Regions from separate parts of the Mus musculus genome. Here region 1 is linked to region 2. The links are chromatin contacts, called in public Micro-C maps. All regions are on one chromosome and are shown on one strand. Each heading gives the region's core, a stretch centred on a gene start, on an enhancer-like site or on the middle of the called end of the contact. The rest is flanking DNA. Distances are from core to core; before and after follow the strand shown.

Region 1 (4,876 bases), core at 951-3,450, 280 kb after region 2:
TCACACTGCAAAGGGCATCTAAGAAACAAAGTATCTTCTCTCCATAGGCTTTCTCCTTGTTTCCATTTCTCTTTTTGCATGGTGGCATGTGCCTGTGGCAACAGGAACAAGAATTTGTGGCCAGCCTGGATTATACATTGTAACCTGTGTCTCCAAGAGAAGAGAGAAGTTTCCACATATTCACAGGATGGAGACAAAGGAAACACCAGAGAAGTCCAAAGCCATGGCTATCACAACACACCACTGAACTCGTATACAAATGATCTCTGTACATCTGAGTCATAAACTCTCTGAAGCTCACGAAGCACTGATAGGCAGCTCCGCCCTCCACATCTGGATCCTGCTGGATGGAGAATAATCTGAAGACTGCAGGCCCTGACTTACCTGTCCCACTGATTCCTTCCCAAGGCAGTAAGCCCATCAAACACCCCAGAGGCTCAGTGGATTAAGTGGGTGGGTGGGCAGCAGCAAAAGTGTCTGGGGGGGACAAACTGTTTCCCTATTTCCCAGTTTACAAGTCTCCTGTCCTACCGTCACCCTCTGCAACAGATGACTAATACACCAGATACTCTACTTAATCCACCATCAATTAAGCCACCGTCTCCAGTGTTGTACATACACAGCCCTCTCAGGCCACTTGGCCTCTACTGAGCTTTGCAGGATGCTACCAAGTTCTTGTTCTCCAGTCCAACACTAAATTCCATGGTGCTACCCAGGGCCTCACAAAGGGCTCAAAGGCCCCCTTCCTTCTACTGTAACTCTCCCCCCACCCCCACGAAGCCCACCTGCTGCACAAGTTGTCCCTGTTCAGGGGGGTTCGTGGCCACTCAGCTGCCCAGAACGTTCCACTGTCTACTAACCCTTTCAACCAGAATCCTGTGGTCTCCTACCCACTACTGAATTCTCAGGAGAGTCTCGGTTGTCATCGTGGACCCTGACCCCACCCTACACCTGCTAGCTTTTCCTGAAGCTAAAATACATGATTTTAGGTAGAAGCATATTCCTCATTTCTCCAACCAGACTCTGCTCCCAAAGGGCCGTCTCCAGACTGGCCCAGGTGCAGACAGTCACCAGCAATTAACCCGAGCGCACCGTTTAGGTCTGTTGACCCCCTCAGCGACATTCAGTAGAAGGTTATGAAAGGACCATCATCTGAAGTCCCTTTTACCAGAGGTGGCTCCTTAACCAAAGGAATCATTCCAACCCCCTAGGCAAAACACGACAATTCCCCTTCCCTGATTGAGCAGGTGCTCTAGCTAATAACGCGAGCTGATCCCAATCTCTTAACAGCTTTGAGCCATAACTTTTAGAAGGGGAAAATGCCTTGCTTGGAGACAACTTCAAAGCCTATCGTATTTTTGTCCTATCGTTCCACAGAAGACATTGAAAGGAGAAACAAAAGCGGCATGCTTAACTTCGCTACGCAACTATAGTGCCTCAGTTTCCCCTCGAAGCGAAGACAGCCCCCGCCTCCTGGGCCAGAAAGTCCTGGATCTCTAGAACCTCCCGATGATCTGGCCTGAAGTCCGCAGCTGCAACACCACCTGGAGCCACAGCTGCGTCCAGATGGCCAAGTCCGGGCCTGCCTGGGCGCACCCTTCTGTCACCTGGCGGGGCCCTAGGGCGCCCCGATCTCGCTGCCTTGGGGCAAGCTCTAGAAGCTGCGTCTCCAGCGTTCGCGAGCCAGGTCACACCAGATGCACCTGCCTCTCTCGGCCCGTGGGTCCCTGAGCTCCAAGCCCGACCGGAGCTCGCGTGAGAAACGCAGGAAAAAGGAAAACAAGCCATAGGCAGGGCCGTCCTGGCCTCGTCGGCTGCCACCGAGACACCACCTGCGACGCGGCCGGGCGGCAGGGACAGAGGCCGGGCCGGGCCGCCGCGCGCGCCCCTTACCGGTGAGGCGGCCGCCCCCCTCGCCGTGCCCGCGGCGCCGCTGCAAGACGAAGTAGCAGCTGCTCTTCTGGGTCACCCAGAGCTTCAGCGCGTTCTTGAGCAGCACCTCCTCGGGCTTGAGCCACATCGCGGCGAACCTGCCGCGCCTGCGGGTCCCGGTTCACATCGCCCCAGCAGCCGGCCGCACCGGGCCGAGCCCGCTTGGAAGGAGGCGGCGGGAACTGCGCGCGGAGACAGAAGCGGGAGCGCCTGCCGAGCCCCGGAGCGCGGAGACCACAGCTCGCCGGGCTCACCCCGCGCTGCCTGCCGTGGCCCCGCCCCGGCTAGACCCTGCCCACCAGCCGCGGTCCCGCCCACCCCCGAAGCCACGCCCTCCACCCTCCCCGAGGCTCCAGTGGCGCCTCCCTGGTTTCCTAGTCTCTGCGGCTCCCGGCCAGGGTTCCGGAGTGGCGGGAGGAAATCGGAGCCACTGCCAGGTCTCCTCCCTCTAGTCCCGGACGAGTCTCGAATTCCCTCCTTCCCGGTAGGAAGCGAGCAACTGCGCAAGTTGTCTCCACGCTCCTTGTTTAAAAGCTGGAGGAAGGACCTAGGGGGAAAAGACATCTTGTTATCCAAGCTGCAGGTTGCCCAACCCAGAGTCTTAACCTTAAAGAGCACAATGCACGCCAGTAAACTGGAGTGTGTTCAAGTTTCAAATAACCAAAAGCTAACACTGAAAATTGGAGACAATTGTATCTGGATTTTTTTTTAATGCTGCGCTCTTCATTTTTTTTTTAAATTAACACAGAATGCTACATATTTTAGTCCATATATACAGCAAGGAGAGGGTCAGAGAAATTGCTTTCCGTTAATTCAAACATTTACATTTCTTCTTTATTACATTTTATTTATTGGAGGGGGTGGTCACGAGAGACAGTTTGGCGCGTGGAAGTCAGAAGACAACTTTGAGGAGTCAGTCTTGGCTTCCATTATGTGGACCCTGGGAATCCAACTCAGGTCATCAGGCCTGGCAGCAGGAGTCATTCTTGACATCCCCCACTTATTATTTCTCTTACAGAATATTTTTTCATGCTTTTGTAAGGATACAACTGAAGCTATAGGAGAGGTGGCAACGCAGAAACCTGAGTCCAGCAGCAGACCATACTGAACACTGAATGTCTTACAGAGACATAGGACCTAGAAGGCACCACTATGAGACTCACCCCTGCAGGTCCTCTCCGGAAAAAAATAAGGCTCTTGTGTCTATTCTGAGAAAACATTAAAGAAAAAAACAAACCCACTAGAACATGGGAGCAGGTAATAGTAACGAGAAGCCACGGGGCATGTGAGTACAGGGTTTTAAATAAATATTTTCTCTAGGCTAGAGTAGACATGTTAGCTGTCCTTGAAAAAGGCCGAGGGAAAGGGATCCACGTGTTCTCTGTGGGGAGGTGGTTAGATCGGATATCTTAGCCAAAGGGAGGGGAAAGGTTCCCTTAGTCCCTGGGTTTTGACAAAAGGACAAAATGTGGTTGTTAAGTAGGACAGAACTGGAAAGTAGAAGCTGTCCTGGGGGAGGATCAGAAACTGGTCAGATCCAACAGACAGTAGCCCTGTAGAAAGCAAAGTGAGACGGGAGGTTGGGGGATGGGGAGGACGGTGGAGGGGAAAATAAGCAAGTTTTAGAGCCATGTTGTATACAAATGTCACCACGAAGTAAGCCCATTTCTCTGCAGACCAATCAAAAAATACAGAGAGAAAGAAGAGGAAGAAGAAGAAGAAGAAGAAGAAGAAGAAGAAGAAGAAGAAGAAGAAGAAGAAGAAAGAGAGATATTGAGAAAGCTGGTACACTGGCCAGCCACAGGCAACCATCTTCTCAAGAAAACAGAAGTTTATAAGCCACAATCACAGGCTTGGAGCCACACCAGAGTCAGAGGAGTCAGGGATGGGTGGCAAGAAAAGATTCCTTCACGAAACATTCCCAGGCACCCTTTGCTCTCTGAAGCACTTCGGGCCAGAACCATAGAGGTGAATTGGATATTAGTGCTTTTGTGTAACAAGATATTTCCTGGGAAAATGCAACACACATGTCTACTCACCTCAGATACCGATCCCATGACAGACCAAAGTGTGGACGCCACCAAAGTCCAACCTGGTCAACCAATGAGTTTTCTTGGGGTTACTTACAGGAATATGGGTGAGAGGTGACTTACAAGACCAGAAATGACTCAAAGACAGCTGCCTCACCAAAACCCACACCAGCATGAGTGACAGCTCACAAAGCTGGGAACCAGAAACACAGTGCACAGCCTGAGGGCAGGAGAGTGTCCTTTCTAGGTACCTCGGTTGGTCTACACTCTTCCAGGCAGATGGGCTGGCTGGTTTTTGCTTCTTCCAGGGAACTAGCTGGTCTGGGCTTAAGAGTCTTCTTTGTGGCCTTGCTCTACTGCATCTGAGAGGGACTCTTGGCTTTTATTGTTACTCTGGCAGGAAAGGGTAGCTGGCAGGGGTGGGGGGTGGGGGTGGGGGTGGAACCGGGTGGTGTGACTCTAGCCGGTTTCAGGGCCTTCCTGAGGCTATTTGTTTACCTTCCTGCTTAAGGAGCTTCCCTGTAGGATGGAATTTTTTTTTTAAAGATTTATTTATTATATGTAAGTACACTGTAGCTGTCTTCAGACACACCAGAAGAGGGCGTCAGATCTTGTTACGGATGGTTGTGAGCCACCATGTGGTTGCTGGGATTTGAACTCCGGACCTTTGGAAGAGCAGTCGGGTGCTCTTACCCACTGAGCCATCTCACCAGCCCCAGGATGGAATATTTTAATCTTGGTGGAAACTATTATACACCTGCCCTAGAGATTCACAGATGGGAAAACAGACACAGAAAATTGACGTGGGCTGAAGATATGGGGATGCACAAATGGAATCTTCAGGTGCTGGAGAAACAGGTTGAGAAAGCTCTAGAGAACACCTTTTGCTAGACTAGAGCTTTAAAAAAAAAAAA
Region 2 (4,666 bases), core at 1,290-3,789:
GAACTCCAAACTAACAAGGGGTCAGTCAACTTTCTCTTTCCTCAAAAGCCTTTGAGTCAGAAACAAGCCTGAGGACGGCAGGGTTTGTAGGATGCTCGGAGTTCTGTGCACGTGCTTATTTTCTCAGAAGGAGAATTAGACAAAAATAATACAAATGGGAAATAAAGAGAATGACCTACTTTACTGGGGAGGGGAGGACCTCTGTGTGAGTGTTTTCATCTAATTGACTGGGTAGGGTTGCATGTCCAAATAAGGCCCCTCTGGTGCAGGTCCAGTTTGCACTGGAGAGGAGAAATCCAGGCCCCAGAACACCATGAGCCAGGACTAAGGCTAGCTCTTGGAACTGAAGCCTCAGAAGCTCCGGAGACCCCTTCTGGACACACACACACACACACACACACACACACACACACACACACACACGCACACGGGGAGGGGAGAGGGGGAGAGGGAAAGGGAGGAGAGGGAAAGGGAGGGGAAGGGAGAGGAAGAGGGAGAGGGGGAGGAAGAGGAAGAGGGAGGAGAGGGAGAGGGAGGGGGAGAGGAAGGGGGAGAAAGAGGGAGGGGGAGGGTGATAGGTAGCCAGGAGCCAATGGGGGCGTTTTCCTTGTCCAGGCCACTTGCTGGAATGTGAGATGTAGAATGACCCAAAGAGAGCTGCCAAGACAGAGCTCTGCCCCAGGAATTGAACTCAAAGGGTGTCAGAAAGCAGGTGGCCTTTGTGCACCTGGCGCGGGGACGTGGCTCCCCTCTTCCGGCTGGTCTAGCCAGGTGCCTGCCTGCCTGCCTGCCGTGATCTCTGGACGCCAGTAGAGGGTTGTTGTGGGTTTGGGTGAAACACGCCACCCCTGAGCTCTTCCGCGGGGCTAGCAATCTCCCCATCACCCCATTCGCGCTCAGAACCCCCTCAGCGAGTCTAACAGCAGGCCTGGTTCCCCGTACCCCGTCTGCACATCTGTCTTGGCTAGGGGTTTGCAGAAGCTTGGGAAAAGGGCTCCCTGTGTTCTTGCGCGCGCCGCTCTCTACAGCTTCTCTTTTTCTTGGATTCTCGCCTGTCTCCTCCCACAGGAAAAAAAAAAAAGGTCACGTATGTTTGGAAAAATATGTAGGTCAGTGGAACATTTCCTGCACTGGTGCAAAAGGAGAGAGGGCAGTGGGGGCGGGGAGGGAGAGGCCCGGCGCTGCTCCTAGGGCGCCTCCTGGCCGCAGCCCCCGACCTGTGGCCCTGGGGTTACAAGGGGACATTTAGCGGGTTCTTGCCGATCCTTGACCCATTTTCCTGACCAGTTAAGCTCGCCCTGGAGGAGGCACCGAGCGTTCCTCCCTAGCAACCGCTGCTATATTCCACGAACAGCGTTCACTCTCACATCCCAGGACCCTTCTTCTCACCTGGTGTTCCCTCACCCACCCACGTCCCCAGTAACCTGAGTCACGGAAGCGCAGAGGCCTGCCCTTAGAGGTCGGCGTGGGCGAGGGGGACAAGACAATCACATTCTAGCAAACACCCCCACCCCGTGACAGCACAGTGGCAGTGGGCACTGAGATGATTCCCATTTACCCGGGGCACGGATTCTTTGCTACCCCCCTAGTGACAACTTTAGCAGGACCCTGGCCGGCAGCTCCTCAAATGTCAAGCTCGCCTCCCCTCTTCCAGGTTCCGCACTAAGCACAGTCTCCCCCTTCCACCGCGCCCAGTCCGGACCAGACTGGCCGGACCCCCACGTCGATACCCCCACACCCCCCTCCCCAAGCAGCCCCGCAGGACTCGCAGAGGCCCTGGGGGCGCACCGGTGTCTGCCCCGCCGAGAGTCGCCGGGGGGTCGCAGGGTCCGCGTCCCTGCGGCACGCGCTGAGTGCGCGGCTCACACTGGGTTTGGACCGTAGGGGGGTGGGGGGAGCGGGTAGCCGCCGGAGCCTGGAGGCTTAAGAGGAAGAGGAGGAGGAGGAGGAGGAAGGGGAGCGGGAGGAGGAGGAGAAAGAGAAGAGGGAGGAGGAGGAGGCGGCAGCGGGGCGGGGAGGTGGCGGCGGTCCCCAGCTCTACGCGCCCAAGAGTTTGCGGCGCGAGCGGCGGGCTTTTCCGCAGGACCCGAGGGACCCGCGCAGCGGCCGCGGAGCCCCGAGACCCCGGCGGCAGCGGCGAGAGCAGCGCCTCCCGCCGCCGCCCGGGAGAAGCTCCCCGAGCCCGCCTGCCGCCCCGGCTCCCCGCGGCGGCGGGAGGCGCGTCTCCCCGGCCCAGTCGGTGCCCGGCCTGGCGGGGCCGCCCCGGCCCGCTCGGAGGTAAGAGGCCACCGCGCTTGGGGACGCACGATCTCGGGTGGGAATACGTGCGCGTGGCTCGCGGCTCTGGTCACCTGCTCGCTAGCGCTGGGGACGCGCGGGGCAGGGAGGGACGCTCGGGCGCGACACCGCGCGAGGCTGCGCAGCGCAGGCACCCGGGGGTTGGGGCGCGGGGAGGTGAGTCCTGCGCACTCCGGGTCCTGCCGCCCTGGGCTTCGGGTCCTGCCAACCGCTGCAGCCAGACAGACGGTGGGCTCCCGGAGCTGCTCGCCAAGAGAGAGGACTAGGCACCCCAAACATCGGGATTCGGGGGTCCTCCGAGGGTGCTAGAGGGGTACTGCGTGCCCGGACAGAAGCTTTCAAGATTGCCCGCTGCCCTTCCAGAGCCCCACCGCAGGCATCCCGAAGCGTAGGGAGCCCGGGACGCCTGGAGAGTGTGGTTGCCTGGCCGGGCCCTTGTGTCACTACGTTCCTGGGTCTGACTTGGCTTAGGGCTGGACTGAAAGCCCAGTCTTTGTGCTTAGACAGCTCTGCGCTCCTGGGACTCCCCGGGTTGGATGCTACAACATTGTTTTAGTGGGAGGTGTGCCCCCTCCCCAAGTAGAGGAGGGGTGCGACCTTGACTTTTCTAAAAAGCCACTTAGGGTGGGAAGCAGGGGGCAGGGACAGGTACCAAGAGGCTCAATTCAAAGCCAGCCTCCCCCCTCTGCCCGCCTCTCCTTAACTGCTTAAGGTAAGAAAGTTTGTTTTCGGCTCTGTGGTTCATAAATAATTAGTAACCAGTTTTGTTGACAAGGCAAGATGGAAACCTTAAGCATACACGCGCATTTCCACCGACTCTAGAATCTCCTAAGGTTAAATCCGGGAGTCTTTAGTTCGTAAAGTTGTAGGCTGTAGCGTTCAACAGGTGTTGCAAGGGTCCTAGAGGCCCCAGCTTAGGGTTTTTTTTTCTCTATCCATTGCGTTAGGATCCGCCCCTAGTTCGCGGTTAGCTTGCTTCTTTACAGGTGAATATTGAGTCGTTATTAACTGCGTCGGCGGAGACAGCTAGTCTGTCTCAATCACTAGAACTCTATTATCCTTAATAGGGTTTTCTTTTATAGGAGGGATTTCCCATTTGGACTTTCCAGGTAGTTAGTCCTGAAGCAGTTCCTGGCAGGACTCAGCTCTGTCAACACCTTCCTGTCTCTCTCTTCACAGAGAAGTCCCCATCCAGCGAACTGGCCAACTAATTATGGCTTGCATGAAAAACGGCCAGCCCTGGAAGGCACCCTTCAGACTCAAGAGCAAATACTGGCTTGATCTTCCTTCCTGCTGCTAAAATTTCTCTGAAGGAAAACGTTGCCAGAAATAACCTCCAATCTCTTTTTAAATAGCCCCTAAATAAATATAATCCTGTTTTTAAAAGAGATATTGCGATCTGGGCCACTATTTTACAAAGCAAATTTTTCGTTACTGACAGATATGAACCAGTTGAGGTACTGGTGTTTCCCAGCAGTCTACTCTTTTGCCATTTCCCCTCAGAAACCCGTACCTCTATTTATTTGGAGGTCATCCCGCTGTGCAGATGTGGAAAAGGTTTTTATTCCAACTACTCCCTAGAGTTACATCTTGAGGGGTAGGAGAGGATATACTCTAGAGAAAGCACATTATTAATAAAATGTTACAACACACGCCCAAGGGTTAAACATGCCTGGAGAATGGAGTGAGACAATTGCAATGAGTGTGTTGAGAGGAAAATTTCCTGGTATGATAGATGTTCACATGGTAGCTGAAGAGATGACCTTTATATAGAAAACAATTGGTGTTTTTTTTTTTTTAACTTACCTAGTTGTTTGTAACAATTTGGTCTCTGCTTTATGTTTCTGGCTGCTTTGTAATAAAAATGTAAAAAACAATGAAATCAGTAAAAACAAATCACAATTTAAATCCATCTTTTGGGAGCGTCTGTCTTAGATCTTGATAACCTATATTAGTAGCTACTTCTCAAGTGCCAATGTCTTCAGGCTAAATTAATACGTAGGTTTCTCTCATACATTCTGGGTATATGATCTATGTGTGTGTGTGTGTGTGTGTGTGTGTGTGTGTCCAGAATTTTCCTTATAGTAAATCCTCAGAAGCCAAAGGGCTAAATCTTCATGCATTTTTAAAACAAGAACACGTGTGCTTTGTCCTGGATGCCAAGAGCCACTGTGAACTTTCCACAGGCTGTTCTGGTTGATCCCACACACACTGCAACGTCTCCCCCAGCAGAGGTCAAATTGTGAAGGGTTTGAAAATAGCCTAGTGAGTCAGTCCTCTTGGCTGCTTTACTCTAACAGTTTAATTGGCTTCATCATAGCAAGTGTCTAATGGAGCTTCACATTTACGTAGTGAAAATGGTACTTGA

What was found. Hi-C and Micro-C count contacts between places; a contact is called where the count stands out from the background.
Region 1: a Micro-C map of embryonic stem cells shows a contact between it and region 2, with 4 times the contacts expected there. The contact joins the promoter of Tbc1d8 here to the promoter of Npas2 in region 2. A contact is called at or near these places in 1 of 39 promoter capture datasets (embryonic stem cells), 3 of 484 Hi-C or Micro-C datasets (all in embryonic stem cells) and 2 of 9 other capture datasets (adipose tissue and embryonic stem cells).

The regions. Positions count from the first base shown.
Region 1 is chr1:39,476,547-39,481,422 of GRCm38.p6, forward strand. Tbc1d8 (TBC1 domain family, member 8) reads right to left here and starts at 2,201. Exons shown (of 20, transcript NM_018775.4): 1 at 1,894-2,201. The coding sequence starts at 2,020.
Region 2 is chr1:39,191,733-39,196,398 of GRCm38.p6, forward strand. It overlaps Npas2 (neuronal PAS domain protein 2), which reads left to right and starts at 2,540. Exons shown (of 21, transcript NM_008719.2): 1 at 2,540-3,010.